2 separate regions of the Zea mays genome follow, and region 1 is linked to region 2. A link is a contact called in public Hi-C data. All regions are on one chromosome and are shown on one strand. The core of a region is the stretch at or near the end of the contact, and the rest is flanking DNA. Distances in the headings are between cores, read along the strand shown. Region 1 has its middle 71 kb from the start of LOC103638545. Region 2 has its middle 20 kb from the start of LOC103640019.

Evidence for each region. A called contact is a pair of places that touch in the nucleus more often than the background predicts.
Region 1: a contact with region 2 is called in a Hi-C map of bundle sheath, with 4 times the contacts expected there. The contact joins two enhancer-like sites. A contact is called at or near these places in 3 of 25 Hi-C or Micro-C datasets (bundle sheath and leaf).

The regions. Positions count from the first base shown.
Region 1 is chr9:63,040,600-63,043,299 of Zm-B73-REFERENCE-NAM-5.0, reverse strand. No RefSeq gene overlaps it. Among protein-coding and RNA genes, the nearest start is that of LOC103638545, 71 kb to the right of the region's middle. Within about 2 kb of position 1,434, at least 17 of the 20 cell types and tissues checked have an H3K27ac peak or open chromatin away from gene starts, as enhancers often do. A contact at or near this core is called in bundle sheath and leaf, where this site is marked.
Region 2 is chr9:62,840,195-62,842,894 of Zm-B73-REFERENCE-NAM-5.0, reverse strand. No RefSeq gene overlaps it. Among protein-coding and RNA genes, the nearest start is that of LOC103640019, 20 kb to the left of the region's middle. Within about 2 kb of position 1,399, at least 20 of the 20 cell types and tissues checked have an H3K27ac peak or open chromatin away from gene starts, as enhancers often do. A contact at or near this core is called in bundle sheath and leaf, where this site is marked.

The DNA.
Region 1 (2,700 bases), core at 185-2,684, 200 kb before region 2:
ACTAGTTTGTACCGTGAAGGAAAGTTGTATTCAAGATACAACTTAGTATGTTTATATTGCGTAACTGCATATTCATAACATCACATAAGCATTCATGTACATGTATTGTCATGTATAGAACACGAGGAAGAAACTGTGATAGACAAAGAGGTTGTCTCCCAAGCTGAAAATCCTCCAGCGGAGAACAACTTTTACTTCAACATCTGCGGAGTGGACCCTTAACCTCCTGCAACACAAGCCCCGATGCATTATCCTTTTCCTTGTTGTTTTAAAACTTTATCACCTTGTTTGATGCATTAGGTGATAGGAGTTTTGTGCCCAACAATCCCTTCCTTGGAAAATTGATTACCATTCCTTGTTACCTGATTTATTCAAACAAGTTTTCTGATGCTTAGTCTTGCTTTAGAAAACAAAATGTTTTGTTTTAAATAAAAGGTGATGCTCCACACTGGATGGGGATTTTTAAAAAGAAAAGACTTATGATGGTGAATCCATCATGGCCGTGATGGGTTCAACATCTAAAAAGAAGTACCTCTGTCAGGTACCAAACTTTGGATTTTTAAGTAATAAAGACGAGACAGAGCGGGTGACTTGCACGAGAAACGAGTCGCGGTGTAGTGTCTCCGTCTAAGTCGATTAAGGACCGAGCCGATGTAGGCTTGATGATCGAGGACCTTTTAACTGACCACATGCCTCATCATGGGTAAGCTTTGCCTCGGTCGGACCAATACCAGAAAGGCCACCACGCAATGGGAGTGGAGAGATGGCAAGAGTAGCGTGTACCCTCCGTGGCAAGAGTCTGGACGATGGAGTATCCATGCTCTCGGTTGGCGTGAACCCATTCTAGTCTTGAGAAACCTGGTGGCAAGTTGACATATGCAAGGGTTAAGTGCTACATATTGTAATACCCAAAATATAAATAATACGAAGTGAGTTGATCACCGTAAATATCTTGCCATCTATTCATTTCAACATGGGAACATCATGATTTAAGTGAACAAATAACTCGTAAAATACTCGATGTATCATGTTGGATTTCCTTTTGTCTGTGCATCAAATACAAAATTATCAATGAAATAAGACTAGACACAAGTTCAAATTAAAAGCACTAAATAAATTGGGAGCAATAGAGTTAAAATGTGTGATAAATAACAAATATAACGGTACATAAATAATTTTCTCAAAAAGAATGTAGTACCATTCACATCAGAATCTTATTTGAAATTTGAAAGTCTGAAAATCAAACTACGGATTCAAATTCATTTGAGCACTTGGATTTGAAAAAATAGAAAAGAAAAGAATAAAGAGAAAAAAAATGGAAAACGGACGCTGGGCTGAATTCCCTGTCTTGGTTCAACTTGGTTACCAAGGCAGCCCATTACCCCCCACTCGTCCGTTTCTGTGCGCTGTCGCGTGTGTGTGGCCGACCCGTGGGCCCGGCTGTGCAGAACCGCGCGCGTTTGTTTGTGCTTTTGGCTACCATGCAGGCCCGTTCAACTAGACACCGCGGGTCAATCGCGGCTTCCGTTTTCTCTGGCGTGCAGGACCCAGCGACTTCCACTGTTCCTCTTCCTCCCGTGAATCTCGGCAAGAATGGTTCCCAACCACCATCCGCAGAGTTCGGCTTGCTGGGGCGGAGTGATGGGGTTGACCCTGCATAAAGCTCCACCCCAGCGCGGCTGCCCTGACCTTCCGTAACCTTAGGTCAGTGCCCCCGTAGCTGTGCATCGCTGCCAAGTCAGTTCCGTTGCCGCCGCAGGCAATTGACGCCGGTAGCGCCCCCCGTGCCAGCAAGGGCCGTTGCGGATGATCCGTCGTCATCCCTGGAATCCGATAGTTGTGGGTGTTGTGTTCGGGGTGTCGACGAATTGCTCGCCGGACTTCCCTGACCGTCGCGGTGCCGCCTCGTCTCATGGACCGAATCCTGCGCTGCCATATCCTGGTAAGTTTTTACTCCCACGTGATCACTGTAACCGTCTCTACGCATAGCAGGGGTTGTGCGTGAGTTTGGTGCACTAAGCGCAACCGGTATGGCGTCTCTGTTCTGGGCGTCGCCGTGGGGCTTAGCTGCCGCCGATGGCTTATGGGTGACGGGTCGAGGAAGACGGCTCCCTGCCTGCGGATCTTGAAGCGGACGGCTTGGATCGTGGCGCACAGCCGTTTAGGATAGTTAAATCCGAGCCATTGGTTCCGATCAGGTATGGACCGTGGATCTCGGATCCGACGACCAAGAGTGACCGCGGTTAAATAACTAGAGTAGATCTAATCCTACACGCTAAACCCAGATCCAACGGCCGAGGGATCACGGTACCCCTTCGCCGTGCACGTTTTGCAGAAAAGCCCCTCTGTTTTTGGGGAACCAACCCGCGGTCTGTCCTGGTAGATTCTGTGTCTCGGGGAAACTTGCGCGCCAGCCCCTGGCTTTTCCAGAATTTGGCACCCAATCCCGAGATCAGAGAAATTAGAGAAATAGTTAAGGAAAATTGATTTTTAATACAAAAGTAATTTCAGAAACTTATATAATTCATATTCAATTCATTATAAGTCCAAATTGATTCATTCCAGTGGCATTAATTTTGTTTTAAGATTATTCATCACCTAGTACCTCTGTTTAACTATGAAACTTGAATTAAAATGTTCATTTGAATTAATCTATTCTAGGTACTAAATAACTTCAGAAATTTATAACTAAATAACCGT
Region 2 (2,700 bases), core at 150-2,649:
TAATCGTAGCAATACAAACAAACATGGTATAGGAAAAATTAACATCACACTAAACATAAGCTCAAGCTGCATAATAATATTCTACGTGTTGTAATGAGATCATAGGTTCGAGAACCACTAAATTCGGAGCTACGGTTATAAAGTTATGATTTTCTGAAGATTTAGAAGTGGGGTACAAAAGAAATTATGTGCATAATTTTAATTTAGGTTTCATAACAAAAAAAGTTACCAGGGGATAAACAATATTATTATGGATCTAATGCAACTGGAATGGATCAAAAAGGAGTTAAAATGCAGAAGATACAAAATAAACAAGTTATAATAATTATTTTCATACTAGAATTCATCTCTATATTTCTTTTATTCCAGATGGACAACACATGGTATTGTAAATAAGATCAGGGTTGGTTTTATAATATTGTGGACCTAATAGCTCTATTCTATACACACACCCGTACTGCGGGTTGATACTAACAAAACACAACACGGGGTCACTTTAGCATAATGTCCCCGCCAAAGGGGTATCATTACTTCTGGGCCGCTCAATCAGAAACCGGTGGCAAAGATTAGGTTCTAACCGTTATGCGCTCCAGTTCGCAGGATCGAAGATCAACAGTTACAGTTTAACGAAACACAGATCTAATCCTACGTGCCCGATCCGAATCGAACGGCACCGATTTATTGTGTGAAGGGGGTATACATCTTGTAATCCTAGCCGCCGTTAGCTGATTGAACGACCATGATTTAAAATACCTAGATTAATTCTCGTGCGTTCATCAAAGATCTACTATCCTGATTCACTCTCCTCCCCGACGGCCGACAGCGGCGGTGGCGCGCGCATACCTGCGGTAGAGCCATGGCTAGCGCGCGGCCAACACCGATTCCGACCCACAACTTCGAGAATTTATGATGCAACGTGAGTAGGAGGTCGAGGCGAACAATATGGGTGGGGAAATTTTACCAAAGGAGACGGTGGGCGCAAGGCTGTCCTCGACGTCGCGACGGAAATGACCTCCGGCGAGAAATCCCCAGTAACCTCGTGCTTTTCCGACCACCGCAAACCACACTCGTGGACAACGAACCTCGACGACACACCCTAGCCCCTTTAATTTCACCGAGTAGCACGCAGTCGTGAGCCCGAGGCGGAGCCGCCAAGTTCCTGGCAGAAGGACATCCTTTCTCTCTCTCTGGAAATCGACGACTGAGGAACGGCGAAGGAATGGGATAGAAGGCCATGGCGCACGAATTTTATGGCCCAGGGGACGACGGTCTCTGCAATCTCTAGATGGAGTTTGTTGGCGGACGCGAGATCCACGTGGTCTGTTGAAAGCTTAGCTCGCGGATAGGGGAGAAGGGCGCCTGACACGGGGGTCCCGCAGGTAAGCCATCCAATGTGAGGGGAACGAGCCCGACCCACGGGGTCCACCTGCTAGTGGCTACCAGGCGCGCATGACATGCCCCAGGACGGGCTGGTGCGAAAGTGAGAAAAAATAGTATTTGGGGTGGTTAGGGAATTAGGCCGGGCCGGTGCGGTTTTCCTTTCCCCCTTTCTTTTCCCTTTTTCTTTTCTATTACCTTTTTCTTTTCTATTTTCCAATTTGAAATATCCAAACCAAATTCAAATTCATGTTTTGAACTTCCAATTTTCAAATATAAAATGCATCCCTAATGAGGATATAACATCCACTATTTGCATTAATATTATTTTCTTTCTCTAGTGTATATTTTTCTTTCCTTCCCTTCCCATTTTTTTCTATTTCCATTTTCAAATTCTAATTTCCTAATTTAAACTTGTCTCACAATTTGAATACAAATACAAAAATGCAAGAATTTCATCATGAGGTGCATATTTTTGTATTTATTTATTTTATTATTTTTCCCTTCTACCAACTTTGGGCTTTACAAATCCTATCCCCTTAAAGAAATCTCATCCTCGAGATTAGTAAGAAAAAGGATGTATCCCCATCTTGTCTCAAAACATATGCACAAACAAAAATCTCAGCATGATGCATGACTTATTAGCAAAACATAGGGTCAAATAGACTGTTGGGGGCCTTCCTCTCCCGAAGGTCCTCAAAAACGTGACTGACTATATGTTTTCAGTATGATATGGATTATTACAGAGGGGCTTCGGCTTCAGGATGAAGGTTTTCTCTCATGACAAGGTGAAGATATTACCCGAAGGTGATAAGAATGAATGATGGAGCTATAGCCGGATAGCTTCGGTTTGACGTGATGACGAAGACCAAGTATGATGAGGGCTGAAAAGGGATGAAGACTATCCAATCCTTAATGATTCGTATTATGGTCATAGATAAATATCAAGGGCATAAATGTACTTTTACCTGGGTTGCGTCCCGTGACTATAAATAGATGAACAGTAGCACCGTACTGTTCACACTGAATGGGGATCACTCTCTCGCTCTCCACATTCAAGTAAGCCGAAGTTATTAATGTAATAGAAATGATGTTAATATTCATGCGTGTTTTATGGAATATAAATGTGCATGAATTAATGAGATGCAGTTAGTGCCTTCATCCTTTTACATTCTTGTACATATTAAATGATAAAGGTATGTCCTTCTCGACTTTCGTCCAACAGGCATTATACTCATGTGGGAATAATGCTTCGAAAGACAAAGGTCTATAATTAATTAACAATTGTGTTGTCTTGTTCTTGATCCACAGTATTTGAGAACA